3 separate regions of the Hordeum vulgare genome follow, and all the other regions are linked to region 3. Evidence: chromatin contacts called from public Hi-C data. All regions are on one chromosome and are shown on one strand. Each heading gives the region's core, a stretch centred on a gene start, on an enhancer-like site or on the middle of the called end of the contact. The rest is flanking DNA. Distances are from core to core; before and after follow the strand shown.

The links. A called contact is a pair of places that touch in the nucleus more often than the background predicts.
Region 1: a contact with region 3 is called in a Hi-C map of leaf, with 2.6 times the contacts expected there. The contact joins the promoter of LOC123448527 here to the promoter of LOC123448525 in region 3. A contact is called at or near these places in 3 of 6 Hi-C or Micro-C datasets (leaf and seedling) and 1 of 1 datasets of contacts at active chromatin or transcription factors (embryo).
Region 2: a contact with region 3 is called in a Hi-C map of seedling, with 4 times the contacts expected there. The contact joins the promoter of LOC123446405 here to the promoter of LOC123448525 in region 3. A contact is called at or near these places in 2 of 6 Hi-C or Micro-C datasets (leaf and seedling) and 1 of 1 datasets of contacts at active chromatin or transcription factors (embryo).

What each region holds. Positions count from the first base shown.
Region 1 is chr4H:295,516,373-295,520,228 of MorexV3_pseudomolecules_assembly, reverse strand. LOC123448527 (adagio-like protein 3) reads right to left here and starts at 1,696. Exons shown (of 2, transcript XM_045125450.1): 1 at 1,218-1,696. The coding sequence starts at 1,516.
Region 2 is chr4H:294,747,650-294,751,125 of MorexV3_pseudomolecules_assembly, reverse strand. LOC123446405 reads left to right here and starts at 1,444. Exons shown (of 2, transcript XM_045123025.1): 1 at 1,444-1,984; 2 at 2,225-2,703. The coding sequence starts at 1,810. The coding sequence ends at 2,355.
Region 3 is chr4H:295,029,098-295,032,911 of MorexV3_pseudomolecules_assembly, reverse strand. It overlaps LOC123448525, which reads right to left and starts at 1,475. Exons shown (of 3, transcript XM_045125449.1): 1 at 1,239-1,475. The coding sequence starts at 1,391.

The sequences.
Region 1 (3,856 bases), core at 447-2,946, 490 kb before region 3:
ACATTCCCTAGCTGTGAGGGTGGCAGGGTTGTGGCTGGTGGATGCAGGCATTAGTCTCCCTTGACCAAGGGTTGTGGTGGATGGGCGGCGTGGTGGTCTGTGGATGGCGGCATCCGGCTCCCCCCTCCCTCTTCACATTGCGGGCAAAGGCGACGCTTGAGGGCGTCGTCTCCTCCCTGGAGGCGTTGTCATGGCCATGCCCATCCCCTCTTCTGGCACCGGGGGAAAACCCTAGGCTCGGTTCGCCGGGCCATGTAGCTGCGGCATCTCCGCGCCATCCCCTTCTTGGAGGCGCTATCTAGGTGCTCGGGGTGTCGTCCAGAGGAGCAGCTGGTAGGTTGCCTCGCGTGCCTCGGCGGTGAGGCTTGGGATGCCGGGTTGTCATGTGCGGGTTGCTGTTGTGGGCATGAGCATCTGGGCTACTCCATCATCGACGCCTCATCAGTAACTTCTTCATCGAGTCAGGCTGGCTCCCACTATCCACTTGCAGATCTTCTAGGCACCATGGGTGTAGAGTGCATTGATCTAGTTTAGTTAGTTGTTTTTGTCGTGCTCTGAGGTGTTTGATACCAGGGGGCGCGGCCCGTGTGCTCTGTGTTTGTCCTCTTCGCCATTGTTTGGCTTGAGTTTGGGCAAGGAGGGGCACGGCCTGTGTGCTCCGTGTTTCTCTTCGCCATTGTTTGGCTTGAGTTTGGGCAAAGAGGGTTAGTTGGATGTGGGTGCTCACCTCTCGGGGTAGCACGACGTTGTGTTGTATCATCCGTCTTGGCTCTTCTTCTATGAATATATCATATTCATGCTTGTATATATTCTAGAAAAAAGAAACTATTGAGCCCCTACATACAAGAACCGGCCAATCGAAGTAGATAACCACATTTTACATACCATAAGTGAGTACCTACCGTCTCTTCAGAGACATCCGATAAGCGAGTACCTATCTTTGCACTAGCATTACGACCACAGACGCTGCAAAGGCGAAGTGGTGCAAGGATTTCCCGGGAAAAAAAACGGTGCAAGGACATTCTAATAAATTATAAAAACAAATTGCACGAATACGAATTAGAGTCCTAATTTTACGATGAAAGGGCCGAATTCAAAACTACCTAGTGGCTACCCACACTTGTGAGTTGTGAATATCGAAAGAGATGTCCGCCCTGATAACACCGCGGGAAAAGTAGACGACCACGGCAGAACAGAGAAAAGGTGAGAGCGCTCACCAGTTCCGGCCGAGGACCTCGTGCGCGCGGTACCCCGTAGCGGCCTCGAAGGCGGCGTTGACGTAGATGACGGGGAAGTCCGGCTCCACCGCGTCCGCCACCACGATCGCCGCCGCCCTCTGCTCTCCAGGCTGGCCTGCCATCCCCAGCCCCGGCGCTCCCCAGGCCCACCCACCGGTCCCCTCCTCCTCCTCTTCCCCGTCCACCTCCATCCCCACCTCCTCCTCGTCCTCCTCCATGGCGCACAGCCTCATCCGCTTGACCGTCACGAGGGCGCCGCGATCCACCCCATCAAACATGCCTCGCTCACTCTGTACACGACGCGCTCGTAGGATGGAAATAGAGATGCCGCTGCTGATGCAGAAGAAGGTGGGAGATATTTTCCAGAGCCAAGTAGGAGTACTACTACAGACGAAGGTGGGAGATATTTTGCAGAGCCGAGTAGAAGTAGTAGAGTAGTCTTGTCTTTCTATGCGCGCAGGAGAGAAGGGGCGTGGGGTTGGTTGTTAATTACCGGATTCGCCAGAAAATATCTCGCGCTGGGTTGCTGCAGCAAGCATGCTGGGGGCGGATCAGCGAGTGGGCCAGTGGGCCAGTGGGCCTAATATGGGTCCAACGGTACGGTTGGCCCGCACCAGATGGCACCCAAACGCCGCGCGTTGCGTTTAATTATTAGACATGTATAATGACTAGTTGACTGCCGTGCGTTGCCACGGATCATTCATTTATTTTTCTCATTGCGTACATAAACATGATGTAGTAAAAATACATTATACATAAAAAGATAGCCACATGCCTATTCAAAAAACAATGAAATTCGACTTCGGTTGGAATATATTTCTTCCATGAAATAATGTAATTAAAGGTGTCACACTAATACAAAGTTGTAATATTAACTAAGCTATACACGAAACATATCAATTATATACAAGCTCTGAATCATGAGCTAAGTAAAACAGAAGAAAAATAAATTACTTTGCCAGTGTAGCAAGCCTTAGCAATAATTGTCATCAAGAGTTCAAGACTGTCTTTATTTCCCTACATGAGTTTAAAATCAAAACAAAACATATATAAGAATTCAGGCTCTTGTATCCAGCTTCAACATAAGTCAACAGAAAACAATCAAGGTTCATTGTTACAAGTTGCAGAAACCGAAAATTTAGCTGTACTCATTAAATCATAATCCATAAAACGCTCCATACTGTGAAGATTCTACTTTATTTCGTGAAAGAAATATAGATGCTGGCTTGCACTCACAATAGAAACGTGTCTGTCTTAATGCCCGGCCTTTGTGGCATATTGGTCATACTTCTTTTCATGATGCTCTACATATGAACAACATCAGAATTCGAACTGCATATTCCGAAGTACAGATGCATTGTCAAACCTCAACTCCATCTTCATGGCCTCCGTTAACCAGGAAGCGTCACTTGGGAGAATCATGATATCCTGCACATAATTATTTGAGAATAATCGCATATTATCTCTAACATGCTGTGAGAAATTGCATTCATGCTTGCAAGCAATATTACCTGCATGGTGATCTTGTTTCCAGCGTGAGAACTTGCATTGACTACATTCAGAGAAGGCACATGTAGCACGACGGTCTTGTTTCTGGCAAGATATGCAATGTGCGACAACTACAAGTAGATGGTATAGTTGAGTACATCATCTAATAATTCAACTAATGACTTGGTGCGGTTCAGTCTTAAACACATGCGAATGAAGGGTTAGGTCATCCCTGTCCTACAGGCCCTCAGTTGTCCCTACAGGGCGGTGGCGTAGTAGGAGATCAGTGCGACATTAGCATCCAGGGTGGCGCCGTCGGCTATGATACATGACCAGGTGGAGGTCCTCCTATAGGCCCTTGTCATGAGCGGGCTGGGTGGTAGCTTCCAGGCCGTTGTGTTCTTGGATTCCACGTCCAGGCATCCAGCTCGATGCCTCCATGCAATGGAGAGAGGCGGCATTAGCGGACGAACCAATGGACACGTCGTGAAGGCACCGATGCAGGGAATATGGGGTGTGGAGTGGGCCAGCGACGACGACGGGTGGCGGGCGGCGGCGACCAGCCCTTACCGCCCGAGACGTCCAAGCGGGCTGAAGGAAGCGAGGAAGACAGATGGAGGGATGCTCTCCGTCCCTCCGTAGCTCGGTTTCTCCTGCTATCTCCTCCACGACTGTCACCGCCACCAAGCTCCTCTCCGCCCTATCTCTTTCTCAGGCTAGCGCAAGGAATGAATGGGTACCAACCACTCTCTATCCAGATCGAGCGGGTGGGGGAAAGGGCGTGCGATCTGCGACGGGAAAGAATGAAAACCGCTGAAGCGAAAAAATCATGGATAATCTTTAGCGAGGGAATTGCGTAGCGATCAGGGAGGGGGTGTGAGGTCGTTGAAATGTGCCCGCTCGTTGTCACTGAACACAAAATGTATTGAATTTGGTTTCCAATCATATAATGACAAGTATCCACTCTCGCGTACTTCTTTCATAATTGCATCAGTTATGTCCATGTCTAGTATACGATAATTAATAAAAAAATATGGCATCAAACTTGAGTAAATGTGTGTAAAAGCCTACGTAATGACTCACATGTTTTTTGTATAGTTAAAGAATTAAGGAACAACATGCAAAAAAGT
Region 2 (3,476 bases), core at 195-2,694, 280 kb after region 3:
CATCCAAGTTCTTAATATATCCTCTTGGTGATAGAAGTTTTGCATATCTTGTTGCTCCAAAGTAATCAACTGTTCTCTTAGTGGCCGGTTGTCACCTCATTATTTGAGATGGTTTTCATAAGTGCACAACAAGCTTCTTATTTCGTTGTTAATTTCGATCAACTCTGTTCAATTCGTCTTCTAAGATTGCTTATCAAATTCATATAAGTTGTCATTTTTCTTCTCCGTCAAATGATCTAGTTTCTATTCGTTTTTAGGAGCCATTGTGATGTTGCTCCTTCACCCCATCATTTGGTTTTGCCAAGATCATGTTCTTCCCTTGCTTGTCCATTCAACCGGAGTGTTGTGTTCCCTTTTCAAGTTCTTTCCATCTTGTCACGTTTTTCTTCTCTTTCCTACCGAAGTGTTGCCCAAATTTCGTTTGTATTCTTGCTTGTTCCGCATGTCATTCTTCATATATTTGCAACCTTCAAGGGTCATTAGTTTCACTCATTTGTCAAGAAGCAACTAGTTTTTACCTCATCATGTCTTCTTCCACTTCCTCCTTTCATTCTTAGATCTCAGGTCGAGATCTTTCGTTAGTGGAAGAGAGTGGTAAGAGCCAGGAACCGACACTCTAAAACATTCCCTTTTTATTCCATTGTCGTCGTGTGATTTATTTGGTTGTCACATCATTCTCCATAATTTGCATTGCATCGACACTTCATTGTCGCCAATTTTCAAAACTAGCATTTGTTGTTAGTTGCACGTTCCCTCCATGTTTGTTGTCGACCATTTTGAGACCAACCACACACGCACACGCCCGCGACATCGTTAAAATATTGCTCTTAAAAGTGTGTATAAACCTTTCTCGGAATGAGTCGAAAGTTGATGTGTGGTCTTAATATAGTGTAGGTAGACCGCGTGTCAAATTTCATCGGATTCGGAGGTCGTTTGATACCCGACCCATTAAACCTATTGCAACACTATAGCCAGTCCATTGTGAGACGTTTTGATGTTTAAAATCTGATGTCAGGCTGCCCGTCTTCACTCTCATCCCTGCCTATCCTCTTTGCACAATGCACCGAACTGCTCTCAACCTAGTCCGAAAACCTCCTAAAATCAAAGATATCCGGTTGTGACGGTTGGGTCCGGATCAACCCCATAATACCCCAAACTATCGATTTTGCATTAAACTCTTTAACCTATTTATGGTGGTGTTTGTTTCCAGGGACTTTTTGGTGTAGGGACTAAAGAAAGTCCCAAAAAGTCCCATGTGAAACAAACAGGAGGGACTTTTAGGGACTAAAGTGGGGTGTTTGGGTCTATTTGAAGAAGTACCTATGTGAGGGACTTTTTAGGACTTTTTGGCACTTTTTGCAACAATGCCCCTACTTTTAGCATGTAATTTAATAACTACTACTACATTACTAAGGATAACATGGTCTTTTTACATGTCATTTAATGACCTCTAGTCCCTATTTAGTCCCTGGAAACAAACAGGTACGGACTAGGGACTTTTAAGTTGGAACTAAAAAAAAGTCTGAGGACTTCTCAAACAAACAGGCCCTATATGGATCGTTTGATCTAAATCGGAGGTTTCAAAATTGGTGCCTCTAACCTACCTAACTATTTAAGCAAATGAAACCCTAGGATGTGTACCATCCTTAGTTGCATTTCCGCCGCCAGCAAGCCGCGAGTTACCCCCACCTCATGATCCTCCTGGATCTAGCCGATCTGACGACCTCCCGCAATTTCAGCGCCGAGCCAATCCAGCGCCGCAACCTTGATCCAAAATCCCCAATGGCCTCATCCTGATCCACAGCCGCCATGTCGCTCGATCTCCTCGCCCGCGAGCTGCCCCCGGAGTCGTGCCTCCTTCTCCTTTCCCCGGCATGGTCGCGCCCCTCTGGCTCTCCAGCAGCAACCATGGGCCATGGCGCCTGCATGCCCGCCACTCCGACCTTCCGCTGGCCGGCGAGTCGCCGACAAGCAGCAGCACCAGGTACGCCGTGCCACATCCCCAAGCTCCTGCTGTGCCCGCTCCGGACCATCCTCGCTCCAGCGGCTCCCGCTCGTCCCCGCGATGCACCTCGCCATCTCTAGCTCCTCCTGCACTCAAGCAATCCATGCCGGCGAGCTCCATCACACCTCTAGGGTCTGCCTTGTGCGTGCACCACTCCTCCTCCCAATTTCCTTTCCATCTCCCTGTCTCAATCTCTCTCTCTCTTTCATTCTTGTGCAGGAGCCAACCCCTGCTATCGCTACGCCCCGGACGAGACCGACGTTCCCCACTGTCGGCCTCCCTTCGCCTTGCCTAACGCGTGCTTTGCCCGTCGTCATTGCCCCGTCCCCTGCATCGCACGGCCTGGTTAGGCGAGGCCACGAGGAGAAAAATGACAGGATGACTATGACCCATGTAGCTGCTCCGCTCCTCCCGTTCGCTTGATCGCTTGTCCCAGCCGCCAGGCGCACCCTCAATCGTGTGGATCGTGGCCTCACCCAGCAGCAAGCCCAACCCCGCACCGAGCCGCCCCGCTTGCCCCTGCAGCGCCCTCGTGTGGGCCTCGAGTATGTCGGCCCAGCCGCCTCCAGGCAAGCCACCCCGCGGTGCAGCAAGGCCGACCCATCTCCCTCGCCACCTCACCCACTGTGAGCCCCCCCGGTTCAAATTTGTGTTTGCATTAATTTGCATGGTGCCATGTTAAAATAATTTAATTCATAGAAAAATAACCGTGCATTGGACTTAAAAACTTTATACATGAAAAATGCTTGGAATTTTGTGTAGTTTCACAATATACAAATTTCAACCTTGATTAAAATGTTTAAATTTGTGTTTTCATTTAATTTGCCTAAATGGCATGTTAAAAAAATTCATAACTAATTAACCGTAGTATTTAATTTAATTTGCCTAAATGGCATGATCTATATGTAAATTGACTAACATAACGTGTAGAATCATATGGTCCATTTTATTTTATTATTTAATAAATATGAAATATGTTTAGTTTAGATCTGAACCAATTTCAAAAATTAAAATATGGGGTCGTTTCAAAAATATTATAAATTGTTTCCGACCTCATTTAAAATGCCTAGAAAGATAGTTTTTTCATGCTTAACCTCATGTCATGTTTAACAACATTTAATATTGTCGTGTACCTAAACAGGAGCGAACTAAGAATTCAAATATGGAGTTTCATTTTGCATATTGAATTTCACTTAATGTGTAGTATTTGATTGTTGTGATTTGCCATGCCTTGCATAATTGAACCGGACATCCATCATATGTGTTTGTGCATCATGTCATGCGTATGTTGTGGTGTTTATCGTGTGTTGATTGTTGGTTGCCAGATTGTTTCTTATAGAGTTTCAAACCTCTTCAGAGTGCAAGGTTTAGTTTAACTATGTTGGTTCGTCTACTTCATGAATTCATTCTTCTTCCAAGCAGGATCACAGGCAAAATGATCATTTTCCTAGATACCACTATTATCATTGCT
Region 3 (3,814 bases), core at 226-2,725:
GGGCGTGGGATGCAATGACTATATAGTGGAGTGGTAAGTGACTCCACTCGTTTGGTGGTCGTGGGCGACTTAGTTCGGTCGGCTCGGTTTGTGGATGAGCAGGGCGACTATGAGTTGGGATTGAGACCACTCCGTTCTGGATTAGGTGTATGGGCGACTTAGTGTATTGGATTTGGTGATGCGATGACTATGAAATGTGATGGTAGGCGACTTGTGAGTTCGGTGGTCGTGGGTGTTTTAGTTTAACGCGGTCGGCTGTGTATGTGTGAAAGGGCGAGCGAATATGAATTAAGGTTTAGGTGACTCCATATGTGTATTAGTTGTTTGAGTAACTTAGTGTATGGATTTGGTCGAGTTGGGCATGGGTGCGGCGACTATATAATGGGGTAGTAGGCGACTCCATTCGTGTCATACATTAAAGTTTCCCGTGTGCATATGCAGGTTATATCAAAGGTAACATTGAAGTTTCTCATGCCATACATAAACTAGCAAACTGGAACCAGAACAAAAAATTTCCTCACGTGAACCAACATTCAGTTTCTTTATCTAATGATTTTGTGTATAACTGCCTAACTGACGCGAGTTAAAATGCAAGAGAAAATGGTAAACTTGGCTATCCCCGTATGACGAATAAAATTGCCTATCACAATTCCAGTTGTAACGGGCTAGCTTCTTGCCGCCCGATTCCATTAAGCTGAGTCAAAAAGTTGTCTTACGTATGTTTAGATGTTTTGCAGAACAAAGAAGTTCATATATAGATTTTCAGTCTTACTGCCTATGAAAACAAAGAATAAATTGTCGGTTTAGGCAACTTAACTAGTAGGTTAGGCGATTTAAGACTCCCTCCGGTGTTTGGATGATGCAAAGCTGCTAAAATGTTCAGTATTGCCATTATAGTCATACCGAACTTATCTACAGTTGCCTATCTACCAGCAGTGTTGCACTGCCTATTGTAGTCGTGCTAAAACCTACCAAAAACTGCCTACAGCAAAATTAGAAACAGCTAGATTCGAGCAGCATCAAGCCATTCAAACACTGGCATGTGATAAAAATTCAAAATTCGAACAAAATTTCCGCTAACTTCTAACTACTAGTATAACATCCAAAGGCGCTAACTGCTATGTCCAGTGTTCTATTGCCGATTATAATCTTATACTGAAGCTATCTAAATTGCCTACAAAAATATTCAATGTTGCCTATTGTAATCGTACATCAAGCCATTAAAGGGAGAACCATACCTTACACCCACGCCTGTCGTTCATGAGATTCTCAGTGAAAAATTGATGTGTGTCATATGGGATTTCCCCCCTCCCCCGTCGAGGGGTCGCGCCTATGATATCTAAACTGTAGATTTCCCCCTCCCGAGTAAGGCGACCCAACCTCCCCTCCATGGATGGCTACAAAGCTTGAAAAAAGGGAAGAAAAATCCCCTGCCCTCATTCCGCTTGACTAATTAGAGAAGGTAGAGTGCAGGAACTAACCTTCTCTCGCGGATGTAGCAGTGCGCTCCGCCGTCGTTCGTCGCCTCGCGTCAATGGCGGCACAGGCCTCTTCCTCCCTCTTTTCTCATCATGCGCGAACCGCTCGAATCAGCTGCTGATGTCCCCTCAGCGTGGTGGTTGATATGCCCGTACGAGCCTCTGTCCCAATAGCCGCAGTCGTCAGATCTTCTGGCCGGCGAACCCTTCTCTTCCTGTAGCAGTGCGGATAGAATGGAGGGGCAAGTGGAGACCGTCTCCCTGGCCGGGTCCACCTAACACGTTTCGTTCATCTCGGCCGGGGCGATGAACGGCTGGCGTGCGGCCGCTCGTGAGCAGTCTATCGCGCGTACGCACCGTCCAGCGTTTGGGTTCATTGAAATACGGAATTACACACACGTATACGGTTTGGACACGGACGCATGAAACACAAGAACCAACGTGGCAATATGGGATGATGCATTGAAGTTGTCCTTGTACACCAATTACGTCCAAAACAAACAAACAAAAGAATATGCTACGCATCCGTCGGATGATTTCTAAAAATTATCCGTCACCTAGCTATCCGTCGGATGGCGATCTAACGCCCTGCATCCCCGCCGCATGGTTCTGAAACGACGCTCGAGTTGCGGAAACTTTCGCTTTGTTGCAATAAATAAACTTTGGATCTGTTAATTCCTGAAACAACGGTCGAGTTTCAGAAACAATTTGCTTGTTGCAGAATTTTTTTCTTCGTTTTGCGGGAGAATTTTTTGCAACAAAGGTCATGTTTCAGGAATTTTTTGCAACAAAGGTCAAGTTGCAGAACCACTACCTAGCGAGCAGGGAACTCTTGGCGGCGGGCGGCCGGTGAGCTCTAGGCGGCGGGGCGGCCGGCGAGCTCTTGGCGGCGGGGCGGGGCGGCCGGCGGGGCGAAGGGGCTGCCGGCGGGAGCGGCTGGTAGCAGTGTGCGTTGGGCCGCCAGCGTCGGAGGCGAGCGGCTGGCGTCGCGGGCGGTGGGGGTAGGGAAGGGCCGGCCGACGTCGTGGTGGAGGGACTGCGGCGGGAGCGGCCGACGTCGGGGGCGAGCGGCCGCGTCGTCGCCCTCCCAGATCCGGTAGCCGCCGCCTCCTTGCAGCGAGCGCGAGCGTGCCCAGCTTCAGAACCGTTTCCTGAAACAATGCTTCAGTTTCAGGAAACGGTCTCTGCTCCGTTGGCGCGCGGATACGATCTGGGCTGTCGGTTAAAACAAGATCAATGGCCGAGGAAGCGGTGGATAGATTGTTCGGATCAACCAGCGGGAGGTAAGAATTTTCCAAAGAATATAGTAAAATATGCCAACATATTGTTTCTAAATCAACAGGATGATTCTTCACCGTTTAAGCCGTGTCGCTCGGGTGACGCGTGTCAAACATGGGCCCATGAATTCTTATCCCGTTGTTCCCAACTGTCCAATGCTTATCCCCCGCCTACCCATCCTTCTACCTCGTCTCTTTCTATCCTTGCCCATCATCTTTCCATACCGAGGTAGCAAGCTAGCCATATCTGTGCACGGAGACATCAGAGGTGATGCCCGGCAACGCCTGGCTGCAAGATCCTGCCGCTCGGCCGCAACGATGGTCCAGCAGACGGCGCTGTGGTCGCTCGCCGTGCCGCTAGCATGCTCCTGCCAGGGTGATGCTGGATGCACCCATCATGCTACGAGCAGCGTCCATCCTCGCTGACAAGACCTACTTCGGAGCAACATGGGGGAGGAAGATGAGGTTCCACATGTGCCTGACATATGGTGACCATGAGATCTCGGTACCGACGTCACTGCCGGTGTTGCAATGGAGCTTCGCCGGAGTTGCAACAATCTTACCCGAGCCATCGTTACCGCGTTGGAGCTCCGACGGACTTGCAATGGATATCCGGGGGTTGCAATGAAGCTTCGTCAGAGTTGTCGGTGCTGCGTTTGAGACCCACCGGAGTTGCAATCAAGCTTTGCCGGAGTCATCGATGTTGCGTTGGAGCCTCCGACGGTGTTGCAATGGATTTCCGCCGGACGTTGTCGGTGCTGCCATGAGAGCTACAATGAAGCGTTGCTGAATGCCATCTCTGTTGCGTGGAAGCTGTCGTAGGCTCGATGCTACTGTGGGGTTGGTACGATTGGGCGGTTATCAGCATGTAGATCGGACGGATAGCAAAACGGATGATTTCTTCAATAAATCACCCAGTTGATTTGTAACAACGGTCTTGTCTGGTTGATTGGCTAAAAACATATACGGACCGGTGTAATCAAAATTAGCCTAATAGTCTCGATGTAGGTGGAAGGACCGTGTAGATGACCAAAATTACTTACGGGGAAAATCATCGTG